Linked DNA regions of Mus musculus: all the other regions are linked to region 1. A link is a contact called in public HiChIP or PLAC-seq and capture Hi-C data. All regions are on one chromosome and are shown on one strand. Each heading gives the region's core, a stretch centred on a gene start, on an enhancer-like site or on the middle of the called end of the contact. The rest is flanking DNA. Distances are from core to core; before and after follow the strand shown. Region 1 has its middle 16 kb from the start of Gm51701. Region 2 has its middle 34 kb from the start of Ccr2. Region 3 overlaps Fyco1 (FYVE and coiled-coil domain containing 1).

Region 1 (4,603 bases), core at 572-3,071:
TGTAATACACATTAATTTCAGATTGACTATATATTTAAACATGAAGGCAAAATGGTGAAAGTGTGAGGATATAGATGACCCTCTATGATCTCAAGACAGGAAGGGTGCTCTTTAACAAGACATAGCTTCAAATCATTGCCTAATAAGCCAACTTAAAGCTAATGGTTTAAAGCTCAATTAATTATTATCATTAACAGTTATAAAGTTCATCATGTGAGCCAAGCTTAACTGGGCAAGCAGTTCTGTGGTCTTTCGCTGAACCCACTCATGAAGCACCATCTAGTCTCAGGTTAAGTGAGGCTGACTATTGGTGGGGCAATAGACATCTTAGTTACCATCTTGCAGGCTTATTTGACCTTGTCGACAAGGTGGCTGTTAGATTCCAAGAATACAGAGGCATGATGCTTGCCTCTGTGCTCAGAGCCAGCACAGCATCATTTCCATCTTTGACAGCCGGGAACAAGAGACCTAGGCTAAATTCCCATGGTCACAGGGTGATTCGGACCTACCTCCTTATGGGTTTACCTTTCAAAGATAATGACTCCCAAACCCTGAAAGCATACCAGATGGCAAAAAAAGCCTCTTAGCTTTTACGAATATTTAAGGACAAGTCAGTGGGCTAACAGAAGAATTCCTGACTTCCCAGGGGAATGTTCCAAGAAAGGAAAAGGGAAGATGCCTTTCTTTCCATTTGTACACTGGAAATTTTACTGTTTTAAATTTACCCTAGCACATGATAATGAGATAAAAGCAGTGATTAAGGTATGAGTCTGTGTCCTGGGTCTGTGGAAAATTACCACCATTCAGATACCAGAAGGAATCACCTGGGATCAGGCAAGGCACTGATCTTCAGAAGATAAGATGGAGGACTGCTGTCCTAAGGACCATCTTGCTCAGAAAGGCAGGAGGTAGGTGGTTCTAGAATGTTCCAAGTATGCTTTGGCAACATCTCTGGACAGGTAGTCTCAAGCACTCGAGCATGAGAAATGCTTTGCCATATGTGAGACCCACACTAGCCAAGCTTTGGGATCTTTTCTCATGGGCTCAGAATCCCCTTACTGGAGACTCTTCTTGATACCTAGGCTATAGTAAAACACTTACTTCCAGTAACAGAAAAACTGCAAACATTTTCAGTAAGCTTCTGCAAACCACAGAGGATGGCAACAACATCCCCTTTCTCATTTCAAATCACAAGTGACTATGAGGCAAGAGTGACCTGAGCCAAGGAAACATGCCTAAAGATAGACAGTTCCAGAACCTCCAACCAAGAGCAAGAGGCAGGTTGGCAGCAGATGCTTGAAGAATAACACAAAGCGGAGAGCAAGATTCAAAAAAAAAAAAAAAAACCACACACACACACGCACAGAAGCAGCAGAGACTGTCACTAACTAACAATTTATATTTTACCATGAAATAAACTTTAATATAAAACAAACTTTGAAAAAATGAAGATTTAAAAACACCATGGAAGACAATATAATTCTTTTTTAAAAAATACTAAATTTGGTATTACAGGCCTGTAATCGCCATACTAAGGAGGCAGGGTCAGTCATAAAGGACTCCAGAGGTAAAGGCAGGCAGATCATCCCAACTACATAGTTAGCTCAAGCTCAGCTGAGCGACTTGTACTTGAGCTCTTGTCTCCAACAAAAGAAAACATTTAATGAAAGAAAGAGAAAGAAGGGGAGAAGGGAGAGGAGGGATAAGAAGTCAACACTCTTTCAGAAGCCCAAACCAAGAACCAAAAAGGCGTCATGCCTTGCTTTGCAGAGTGCAGTCAAAAGCAGAACTAGACTATTACTAGCATCATCAACTGCTTTCCCCAGACACTGTAGATAGCAAGTAGGATGGAAAATGTAGACAGGAAACTGAGGGAACAGATTCTGAAGAGTGTGGCACTTTGCCATCAGTGGTATGTGTTTCAGGGTCCAGCTGTGGTTTTGTATCCTCCACTTCCTCCCTCTCAGGGTGTTCATATTCTGCTGCAAACTAGGCTGGAAGGATGAAGTGGAGTCTGGAATTGGCAGGATCTTAGTCCAGCTGGGCATCAGTCGGGGGTAGGGAGCTTCTCTGAGGATCTTCAATGAAGGATGGAGTTCTACAGGATCCCAGTCTGGTTGGGAGTGACGGGGTGGGACACAGGGTGAGGCTGTTCTAGGATCTTAAAAGTTACAGGCCTTTTAGACAAAGGCCTTCTCTGACAATCTTCAATTAAACAACTCTTAGCTTGTGTGCATACCTTTACGCGGGGCAGATTTGTACACATGCACCTTATTTGAGGTGAACCAGGGGGTATATATGGACTTTGGAGAGTGGGAAGGCAGTTTTTTAGGGTAAATGAAAATCACTGGCTAGAGTTTAAAGTTCTGTGAATGCCTCATTTGTATGGAGAGGCATTCCAGGAAACCCAGGTATGTGCTTGGCAAGTTTTTATGGGAGCTGGGGAGTTTGTAAGTCTGCCAGGGACTACTTCATCTTCCCAAGGTAGAGGCTGTGGGGATACCCAGACAAAGTCAGGGAAGGGGAAGCCCTACTGGTAAAGGAAGTTCTCCATTTTTCACCAAGCTCAGATAAGCCATCCAGTCATGATAAACTTTGACCTTACTTTGTGCTTCACTTCCTCTGCTTTCTTCCTCTCAGGGTATCCAGATGCTGCTGCACACAAGGCTGGAAGGATGAAGTGGAGTCTGGAATTGGCAGGATCTTAGTCCAGCTGGGAATCAGTGGAGGGTAGGGGGGCTTCTCTGAGGATCTTCAATGAAACAGCTCTCTGAGACAATTTTAGCTTGTGCATATACCTTCATTCAGGGTGGGCTTATACACTTACACTTTATTCAGGGTGAACCAAAGGTTATATAGTTTTAGGGAAAGGGGATGAGAATGTCCAAAGTGGGCAAATTTCATTGGCTGAAGGCTAAGGCTACTGAGATGACTCAGTTAACATGGAGAGTCATTCCAGAAGTCTCAGGTGAAGGATTACATGACATTCCTCAGGTAGTCAATGTGGGGTCTGGAATCTCCCAGGTAGAGAAGAGGAAGCCCTGATGACAAAGGGAGTGTCATTTTGCACCAAGCTCGGGGCTTTCCAGTAACATCAGACTTCAACCTTAGTAGCAGGGTTTCCTCCCAGCCATCAAGTCTGATGACCTAAGTTCAAATTCTATGGTGAAAGACTCTTGCCAGTTATTCTTTGACCTACACACAACACATCACATCACATCATATCATTCAAAGAGAGCACACATTAAAAATAGAAAATTTAGCACACACACGTTGACAATAACCAATAACTCTTTATAACAGTAGAGAAGTCATAGTTGATACTGAAAAACTAGCCAACTACCCAGGGATGCTGAAGCCATGGATCTCAAAGGAAAACCTACAACTGCAACCTTACTAAACCAGCATAATCCCTAATATTAAAAATATTTGTCCTTCTACACACAAGTGTAGTCCTCACCTCTCACAAAGGAAACTTCTTTTTGCAACAAAAGGAGATCATTACAGAAAATAAAAAAAAAAAACAATTAAAATGCAGAGTTGTGGAGCCCAGTATCAACTGATACATCTACAGTACAATTCCTGACCCTAAGACTCAGAGATCATTGCAGAAGAGGGATCAGAAAGATGCAGAGGAACAGTGATTTTACTATAAGATGCTGTCTCTTAAGAATGTGAGAAACTACACCAACAAAGTTCTAGTAGACAGAGATGATGAAGATAGAGATAAAGAGATAGATGATGAGATAGATAGATAGATGATAGATAGATAGATAGATAGATAGATAGATAGATAGATAGATAGATAGATGATGGATTAGTAGATAGATAAATTAGTAGATAGATTAGTAGATAGGTTAGTAGATAGATAGCAGATAGATAGTCAGGGCTACACAGAGAAATACTTGTCAGGTGTACCCAAGTCTTGATGACCAGGGAGCCTTCACTTTTACAAGAGGATGTTATCTGAAGTCTTACCTAGCTATCAGTCCAATATGGAAGAGAAAAAAATACTTATCTGGCACTCAAAAAAATTCAATGAATAGACTCCCTTGCATTTCTTTTTGAAGATAAAAATTTTGATGATATACTACCCCTAAATGAAGTAGATATGCAAGCTTAAAAGGACACAACATGGCTAATACATACAGGGCTAACGCACAGAGACTATGACTCCATACACAAAACATGCACAAATTCAAACCAAAGAAAATTCCACCAAGAAGGAGAAATAGGCACATAGTCCCATCCCCAACTAAGAAACTATTTGAAAATGATAGCTTCTGAGAAAGGTAAAATTAGTTTTCTCTAATGGACTATCACTGGGTATATCAACCACACTCCAAGGCAGGCTCCATGTCCAGGAGTAGTTGGCTAACACAAAAATGGACTGCATATTTTTTATGCACTTTTTGTTTTCTGTTTGCTTGGTTGTTTTGGTTTGGTAATTTTTTGACTTACTGGTTTTTGTTTGTTTGGAGGTTTGTTTAAAAAAAAAAACATGGAGTTGGATGGGTAGGGAGGTGAGGAAGATCTGGGAGGATTTATGGAAGAGGAAAGAATGTGAGCAAAATATATTGTACAAAAAGAATTTATTAAAAGA
Region 2 (4,603 bases), core at 868-3,367, 130 kb before region 1:
ACCTAAAATCTGGTGCCAGTCAGAGGAGGCACTTGCCTACCAGAAAAGAGATTACACATACTGCTGACCACTTTTCAGACCACCTTGCAGGAGAGAATGAAGGTCAGCCCTGTGAGCAAGACCAAACTGGGACTACTTACATATGACTATACCTCTAAACTTTAATGTTACTTTAGGACCTTAAAGTAACAGATTTCGCTAGAGGTCACTGGATCTCTTTGTCCTGCTTCCCAGTATAGCCAATAGAATATATATTTTTGTAGTTTTAAATTTAATTCATTTTTTGCTATTAATTTGGTTGTTATGATTGTTGTATTGAAGATTGGAGGCCTATGTGGCTTCTTGGAACACAGACTGTGACCTCAAATTTAGTACCACCGTGGCTCTGATCCATATTAAGGTCTAAGAACCACTGCACAAATTGGATAATATTAGATGCCTCAGGAACTAGGCAGTAGCCTTCAAGAATGTAGTAAAGCTCTTCATCCACTGTGAAAAGCAGTGAGGCTGATTTTTCTCCATCCAATTAGCAAACAGGGCTATGTGTGATCTGTGGTTTGAACACTCGTGATATAGGTGCACAATGCTAAGTCAACCATGGATTCTTGTCAAGTAAAACTCAAGGCTTTGTTCAAGAAATAATAAAGGGATAATTGAAACAAATTACCTGGAGATCACACTCTTACAGAAATAATAAGACACATATTTTTATAATGTACTCCTCTTGGACTAGTTACACTGAGTCAGGTGCTCTGTCTGAGTCAGGTGAGTATGATAGTTTCCATCCGTGGGAAACTTGGGGAAAAAAGATAATGTGAATGAATAGGTTAGCATCTCAATGTTGATGGGAGACTTGAATAGCAGCTCAAAGAAAGCACAGGCTTTTCTCACTTATAGATTCATATAAAAGATTTATTCAGATCAATATCTGTTAAACCAGCATAGAAAAAAGAATGTGTATCCATTAAAAGTTTTCACAAGTATTTTGAAATGCCTAGTTGATACTTTTCCAAGATCTGTCTTTTATGCTTTTTCCATGATCATAATCTATAACTCAAAGGAAACAAAGGAAAAGTTTTGATACATAATCTTTTTGTTATTGTTGGGGTTTTTTCTTTGAGATAGGGTATCCTTGGCTAGCCTTGAACTCATGATCTTCCTGTCTTCAAATAAACTAATCTTCAAATAAACTAATCTTCAAATAAACTAATCTTCAAATAAACTAATATTACAAGCGTACAAAGCATACTCATGTGTTCTGTAGTAAAAAGAGAAATTCATCTTCCTTTGACATATTGTCTTAGTGTTTTACTGCTGTGAACAGACACCATGACCAAGGCAACTCTTATAAAAGACAACATTTGGTTGGGGCTGATTTACAAAGTCAGAGGTTCAGTTCATTATCATCAAGGCAGGAGCATGGCAGTGTTCAAGCAGGAGCTGAGAGTTCTACATTTCCTTCCCAAGGCAAACAGAAGACTGGCTTCCAGGCATAACTGGTGAGGGTCTTAAAGCCCATACCCGCGATGACACATTTAATCCAACTAGGCCACACCTCCTAATAGTGTCACTCCCTGGGCCAAGCATATTCAAACTACCACACATGCCAGGGCCTATAACACAGCAGTGTCATCCACAACTATTAAGGTAAAACCAGATTTTAGGGTAAAACCAAAATATTGGAAACAACATGGAAGATAAATAAGATGGGTTATACCTGGTATAGTACAGCCATGTTGACAAGAAAAGAGGGAAGGTGAAAACTAGGGCTCCAATTAAAAAGAGCAAAGTTAGTCTCATCAGGCTCCAGCTCCCATGAAAGACCTGTGAGGAACACCTGCCAGGAACAGTGTTGTACTTTCTGAAAACATTTTTTTTACTTTATAGATAGTTACACCTTTATACATACTACTACATCCAATTGTAACATACTGAATTGTGAGTAAGTTGGCTTCTAAGAAAGTCTCCACCTATTCTAGGAAGGAAACCACCACCAACAGCCCAAGGAATAAACAAGGGGAATAGAAATGATGGACAAAGGCTTCCACAGCCAGGTCTACCCATTGCTGCTCAGCTGAATCTGCCTTCCATTTTCAGGAGTATACTTTGCTTTTGCTTTCTCAGCTGCCAAAATAACTTTGATTGCTTGCTTGCTCTACCTGTGGCCCACATGGGTTCCTTTTTCAGGGTACAAGAAACAAGGCTGCTGTTGTGATTGGGATGGGAGGGAATTTGGAGAAGAGGCATGTCTCTCCCCATCCATAACACAAACCTCTCCTTCTTTAGTCCCATTATATTCCAATGTTTGTGAGTTCTATATCCTCAGATCCATATATCTTACATGCCACAGAAGGGAGGTGCTCATTTTGCCCTTCCTTACTAGAAGCCACAACTTGCTTTGAGCAGAAATGACTCACTTCCTCTGACCTCCCACTCCTTTTATGTCAAGGACTTAATCTAAACCGTCAGAATCATGAGAAATATGAAAACACTTTGCTATATGACTCTGATATCTTCAGCTTTAAACACTCTTGGAATGAGCCTACTAGTAAGGTATCCCACCTGAAGTAGATTCTGTTTAGACCTCGGCCTTCACAAAGCATAATTAAATGAAAAAAAAGGAAGTTATTACTCCAATACCAGGAATAAGGAACTGGTTTGTAGCATACATTTAGTAATGTATCCAACATCTATTTTTTCTTGTTCTAAAATTATGAAATTACCCAATTTGTATCTCTTTCAGTAATGAATTTGTTCATGCTGAGAACTGAAACACTACAAAGAAAGAGATGTAAGACTGTCTAGTCTCAAAAAGTATGTTCTTTTTTCTTTTCTTTTTAAATTTAATTTATCTTTTACTTATTCACTTTGTGTCCCATCTACTGCCTCTCTTTTTTCACTCCTCCCACAAACCTTCCTTCCATCCTCCCCCCTTCTCTGATCAGGTGACGTCCCCCTGTGTATCCCCTCCCAAACTCCATTTTAGCACATTACATCTCTGAGGGGCTAGGTGTTTCCTCTCCCACTGAGGTCAGACAAGGCAGCCCAGCTAGAACATATTCTGTAGACAGGTAACAGCTCCAGTTGTAGTTGCTTGGAAACCACATCTGCTACATATGTTCAGGGAGGCCTAGGCTCAGCCTGTGTATGATCTTTGGTTGGTGGTTCAGTCTCTGAAAACCTCAAGGGTTCAGATCAGTTGACTCTGTTGGACTTCTTGTGGAGTTCCTATTCCCTTCAGGCCTGCAATCTTTCCCCCATTCTTCCATAAGAGTCCCCAAAGCTCTATCCACTGTTTGTCTGTGGGTGTCTTAATCTGCCTGAGTTGGCTTCTGGGTGAAACATCTCAGAGGACAGCCATGATAGACTCCTGTCTGCAAGAATAACAGTATCATTAAGTGTCAGGGATTGGCGCTTGCCTGTGGGTTATGTCTCAAGTTGGGTCAGTTATTGGTTGGCCATTCCCTCAGTTTCTGCTCCATCCCATGTTCCTGCATTTCTTGTACACAGGATAAATTTGGGGTCGAAAGTTTTGTTGGTGAGTTGATGTCCCTTTCATGCCACTGAGGTTTCTGCTTGGCTTCAGGTTCCATATCCTCAAAGCTGTGGGTCACAGCTAAGATCAGCCTCATTGATTCTTGGGCACCTCCCTTATTCCTGGTCTCTGTCACATCCTGGAGATGCCCCTACCCTGTCAGTTGCAGATTTCCATTCATTTTTATGGCCATCTGGCAATCTTTCCTGCCCCTTTCCCTTGATCCTGACACTGCCCCCATTCTCCTTCCCATCCCCTCTCTCACCCAGATCTCTCCCTCCATCTGCTTCTTATGACTATTCTTCCCCCCCCCTTCTGAGATTTAAGCATCCTCTATTGTGCCTTCCTTCTTGTTTAGCTTCTTTGGGTCTGTGGAGTGCATCATGGGTATCCTGTATTTTATGTCTAATATCCATTTATAAGTGAGTACATACCATGCATATCCTTTTGGGACTGGCTTACCTCACTCAGCATGATGTTTTCAAGTTATATCCATTTGCCTGAAAAATCTTCAACAAATACCACTAGTCTAACTGGATGTCTACATGTAGAAGAATGCAAATAGACTCCTATTTATCACCCTGCATAAAGTATGTTTTTGGATGAAAAGGGTAGGCTTAACATGGGAAGGGATAGCAACAGTGCTACAATTACACTCTTTGTAATAGAATGAAGTTTCTATTTATGCACAAGTTTGAATTATACATCAGTCACATTCAGAAAGGTTATTGATTCTATTTTTCTGTACTATGCTCATGTGATTTTTTTTTTCCTACCAGGTCTCATAGAGTAAGTTAGAAGTGCTCTCTACTGATGAATTTTTTTTTGAAGACTTTCTGAAAACTTGGTGTTTTCTTTAAAATAATTTGCTTATGTATCTTGCTCACAGGAAGGTTTTTAAATAACATTTTGGTTTCTTTTATAGATTTGGAGCTATTTATCACATTAATTTTTTGTGAGTTTTGGTTTTGGTATTTTTCAAGAAGTTAACTTATAGTTAAGTTACCTAATTTGTTCTAAAATTGCTCACAGCTTCCCACCAGTAAACCCTTTGGATTGAAGGATCCA
Region 3 (4,603 bases), core at 1,192-3,691, 110 kb after region 1:
AGTCTGATGACCCAGGTTTCATCTCTAGAACTCACATAAGAGAAAAGACCTTCCCCCATGTGCGGTGACACTGGCATGTGCACACACACACACACACACACACACACACACAATGAATGAATGAATACCAATTTTTTTTAAGTTGCTAGGCTATCTTGTCAGCAGTTTGCTTAGGAAACTTAGATTTGAAGTGAGGAGAATAAGGTAGAGTCTCAAAGATATTTTGAATCATGCAGGGCTGCTCAGTAAGTTTCTACATCCAGTTGGGCCCTTAAAGAAGGGCTAAATGCCCTGGCTTTGTCTTAATTACAAAATTCAAAAAAAAAAAAAAAAATACACCGCACTACACACCCTTCTAATTTGCAATCCTGTTTCAAGACCTCTGTGGCAGTTTCTTTAGTTGATTTGTCTTGGCTGCCTTGTATCAGAACCTAGAAGGCCCAATGTTGAATCCCATAAAAGAGTTTGCTCACCACACCATATTGTGAGTAACTAAATGTCAGATGATCTCCTTCATTCCTGTCTCCCAAGCCCATTCCCATCCCCATCACCAATAACTCCCTTCCACTCTCATCATCCCAGTCAACCCAGAAGTAAAGTGCACATATATGAGAAGCAAGTGGACCCTGGAATTTCAGGAAAGAGGTTGAAAAAGTTTGTGCATTTTGTCTTGTCAGCATCTCTGACAAGTATGGAATCACTTTAAAATCAGCACATAGGCTCTTTGGCTGGCCTCAGAGGCCACAGTGTTGGAGTGTTGGCTGTTCTAACATTAACACTCCCAGACATAGAGCTAGGGTGTTTCTTCTTATAGATGGGAACAGTGTTAAGCACACTGACATCAAAAGCTCAACGGTTTTGTTTTTTTTTTACCAGCTTCACCCTCAGAGTCTGGTCATGCAAGGAAAGATGGCAGCTCTGAAATGTTTATCCTACATGTATCTTTAATGTCAATGTAGTATGGGTTGGTCTTGTGAGGTTGGTGAAAAATTTAAGCCCATGATGTAGAGCAATGTTTAATGTATCAGGTATCTAGAGACGTTCCGTTCCCTCTTCACTCTTGTGTCCCATTCCTCACACATTGCATCAGCACTGAAGCCTTCAGTCTCTGACTTTGGACAGGTGAGCTCTTACAGTAAGTTAGTTTTCATTCCTAGGGTCGTGAAGTGATTACTAAGAGTCTGCTTTTCAGCTCTTTTCCTCCTCTCCTCATAAAGAATTCAGACCTTTGAGGCCATACAGGCAAATATTAAAGAAGTTAAGGAAGCTGTGTGCTGACTTCCAGCGTGCTCACACAGGTTTTAGTGACAATTTCCTGTGGGACACAGGTTAATTATATGTGAAAGCTCTGTCCTCTGTCTTGGAATGTCACTAGGTGGGAAAACTGCTGGATATTCAGTACCTTAGTACTCGGGTACCCTTTGGGCCTTCAAGTGTAATGTGAATTTAATAGGTCAGAAGTTTTTATAGGACTCTGCAGCACTTTTTGAGCAGAAGATAACCATTTGGACTAAGATATGTGAGTGCTCTAGTAAGCCACTTCTGGAGGCTCACAATGGGTCTTTCAGGATTGTGTTTCCCTGAAGTATGTGGAGGCCAGCTCTGCTCCAGGAGCATAGCACAATGATCTACTTTAAAACAGAGGCAGCCCATGTTTCTTGAAGATCTCCTGGCCTGTGCTGCTGTTGTATGTCTTTTCAGTGTTGTTTATATGGGTCTGATTAGATGCTAAGAAAACTGGAAATGAAAGCTGACCCCAAATCTAAAACAATGTTTTAAAGGGATATATAGTTAATTTTATTTGCAGTACATAGGAAGTAATCCTTTTCTCAAAGGACATTTAAAAATACCTTTAAGTAAGTAGCTAGCTCCCTTTGTATAATCATCTCTTCAACTAATGAGCTCAAATGTTACCATATAAAAAGTTTTACTGCCATGAAGGAGGAATAATGACTTACTCCTGCTCTGGGAGCTTGCAGACAAGAGTGGTTTTGTGGGCAGGGGTCTCATCAAATTCCACCACTACTCCAGTTTTTGAGAATGTGGATGTGCACCTTGGCTGCTCAAATGTTGTTCCCACTGAGCACTTTGTTCTCAACTCACACATCAGAGGAGAAAGTATTTGGACATGGGTGTGACCTCAAGGCTGTTTGTCCTCTAAGCACCTGTTGAGATAACTATTTGGTAGCATAGTGTTTTATATCAAGTCAATCTGCTGCCCACCTCCACTTCAGCCATTATGACTATGTGCAATATGGGCATGGAGAAATGTCTTCTGCGTTCTGTAGTTCATGAGGTTTTTGTGCCTTTTAGAACCACTTCATGTTAGATTATTTCCTTGAGTCATCAGCAAGAAGATAAATACTTCTGAGTTAAAGGTGTTAACTGCTATTGGGATGTTTACAGCATCATCAGTGCCTTAGTGGTATGCCACATACTTCCTGTCTGAATCCAGGGCATCTTGATAGCAGAGAATAGTAAGACCCCTTTGTGACTAAACTACTGTCATTCCTCTCCTACCACGCTTGACCTTTAAAGAGGTAAGAGAGTGTTGGCCCTGCTCTGTCTACTTGTATCAACAGATATCTGTGGTAAGTTAGAATGTTTTGAATGCCTGTCTGCGTCTATGACTGATTAATTTGCAAACCTGTCTCACATGTCTTCTATGGCAGTTCCATTTAATCCACTTGTCTTGACTGCCATGTGCCCATAGCTAGTAGGGCCCTGCATTGTAGCCTCATTGCAGTGTCTGCCCAACAACATGTTATAAGTGACTAAACCTTAGATGGATCCCTTTATGCCTTTATGATTTGTCATCGTAGTCCTTGTAGAGTTATGGACACTTGGGCTGTTCTAAGACATCTACTCATAGGTGACAAGACTTCATGGAAAGCACTATATTCTCATCCATAGCACACTGATCATGAGCAATGAGTTAGCTTATCTGAAAAGAAACAAGCCCAATTAGGAAAGTATGGATAGATATGTGGGGAGGTTGATGGTTTTATCTCAATAATAGAGACAAAAAGAGGCTGTTATTCATCTGGCAATACCTTTGCAAAGCTCCCCTTACACAACTCCACTCTTTTTTCTGTTCTTCCCCTTTCTATACATTCCAACCAGACCTCTGAGGCCTCTCTTCCTGAGCTTGCCCTACCCCAGGCCCCCCTCCCTAGTATGTTAAGACCAGTACCAGAAAATCTTAACATCCCTTTCTCCTGTAGCTTCTATGTAAGAAGCCATTCAGCTACCTCCAGATTTCATTCCTTACTCCAGATTAAATCAAGGAGTTTCCTGTCTGACTCAGATTCTGATGGAAAGAGGAGCAAGAGTGACTCCATCAAATATTTAGGTGTTTGAGTTGCCTTGATATATCTTACTTCATCTGTTTCCTATAGACTATTTTCAGATGTCCTGGGATAAGCAGCCCCACTTCAGGCTTCACTCTAGGGTGACAATGCCAAATGTTTTGTGTCCTTTGAAGGGTATGAGGGCTGCTACTATCAGAATAGGGTTGAATGGCATGTTTTGTCCTGTATGTGGCCTTTGCTAATCCTCCATGAGGCGGGTATTTATCTCGATATAATGCGTTTTCAGCTCCGAACATCTCTGGGGAAAGGGAGAGCCTTCATTCGCTACTCTTTGGTGCACCAGAGGCTGGCAGACACCTTGCAGCAGTGCTTCATGAACACTAAAGTGACCAGGTAATTGCAAGTCTGTGCCGGACTTAACCTCATAGCACTGATAAACAGAAATTGTGTCCGCCAAACCAGAATGTTAGTGGCAGGTGCCTCTTGTTTCTTTCTACATCCATTATTCTTTGTACTTCTTACCCATCTTTGAACATGTAGGCAAAAGTGAGAAAGAGGGGAAGGCTATCTTTTTCTAGTTCTCTCATGTGCTCAACTATGACAGTAGAGCTTAGAGCCAAATCTCTTAACTCCTAATGCCATGTGTCTTTCCCTGGTGGGTAGTAGCTCACTGGGGCCAGTGTTCCTTTGCCTCCCAGAAGAATTACCTGTCAGATTTTCCTTCACTTACCTAAGCCTCCACCTACCACAGAGTCAGTACCCATCAGCATATCAGGGCTCCTTGGAGACCGAAGAGCAACTGCTGTGAATCTAGGTTGCTCACATGTCAGCCTTTGTACCTCTTAAGTGTGACGGCCTCACCAGGAAACAGTAAAGGAAGGAGAGAGGTGGGCCTGAGTAGATGAAGGTAAGAGGGCATCAGATAAAGATGTAGATCTGGGGCCAAGAGGCCAGACACCTTTGGCTTGCCCAGCATTCCTTTTCTAGCTCTACTCTGCTTCTCCCTAGAAATTTGAGTTAATGAAAGAAAGCACTTTTGAATTAAAAACTAACAGGAAAAATCTTTAGCTTTATTTTGTCACCTTTAAGGTTGATTTACATAAAGGAATAGTTCTTATACCTGTGACAGACTTGTGAGTTAAAAATATTTGTACATTTGATTTGAAGAGTGTATTGCTCTAGGTATTTGGTAAACACTTTGGTATCATAGACCACATATATCAGCCTGGTAGTTCTTTTAACTCATCAGTACTATCTTTTTAACTTCTTACTGCTTCATGTCAAATGAATAA

The links. HiChIP or PLAC-seq counts read pairs in DNA pulled down with a chosen protein or histone mark. Capture Hi-C pulls out chosen DNA fragments and counts their contacts.
Region 2: a capture Hi-C map of bone marrow-derived macrophages shows a contact between it and region 1, with 4 times the contacts expected there. The contact joins two enhancer-like sites. A contact is called at or near these places in 3 of 39 promoter capture datasets (the 3T3-L1 cell line, embryonic stem cells and liver), 1 of 15 datasets of contacts at CTCF or cohesin (CD8 T cells), 10 of 484 Hi-C or Micro-C datasets (CD4 T cells, CD8 T cells, LSK cells and 5 more), 7 of 115 datasets of contacts at active chromatin or transcription factors (CD8 T cells, the HPC-7 cell line, effector CD8 T cells and 4 more) and 1 of 9 other capture datasets (bone marrow-derived macrophages).
Region 3: a BATF HiChIP or PLAC-seq map of CD8 T cells shows a contact between it and region 1, with 9 read pairs. The contact joins two enhancer-like sites. A contact is called at or near these places in 1 of 15 datasets of contacts at CTCF or cohesin (CD8 T cells) and 1 of 115 datasets of contacts at active chromatin or transcription factors (CD8 T cells).

The regions. Positions count from the first base shown.
Region 1 is chr9:123,938,794-123,943,396 of GRCm38.p6, reverse strand. No RefSeq gene overlaps it. Among named protein-coding and RNA genes, the nearest start is that of Gm51701, 16 kb to the right of the region's middle. Within about 2 kb of position 1,821, at least 117 of the 459 cell types and tissues checked have an H3K27ac peak or open chromatin away from gene starts, as enhancers often do. A contact at or near this core is called in CD8 T cells, the HPC-7 cell line, LSK cells and 5 more, where this site is marked.
Region 2 is chr9:124,066,380-124,070,982 of GRCm38.p6, reverse strand. No RefSeq gene overlaps it. Among named protein-coding and RNA genes, the nearest start is that of Ccr2, 34 kb to the left of the region's middle. Within about 2 kb of position 2,117, at least 112 of the 459 cell types and tissues checked have an H3K27ac peak or open chromatin away from gene starts, as enhancers often do. A contact at or near this core is called in CD8 T cells, the HPC-7 cell line, LSK cells and 5 more, where this site is marked.
Region 3 is chr9:123,833,894-123,838,496 of GRCm38.p6, reverse strand. It overlaps Fyco1 (FYVE and coiled-coil domain containing 1), which reads left to right. Exons shown (of 18, transcript NM_001110253.2): 5 at 3,598-3,704. Among named protein-coding and RNA genes, the nearest start is that of Gm51700, 9.9 kb to the left of the region's middle. Within about 2 kb of position 2,441, at least 20 of the 459 cell types and tissues checked have an H3K27ac peak or open chromatin away from gene starts, as enhancers often do. A contact at or near this core is called in CD8 T cells, where this site is marked.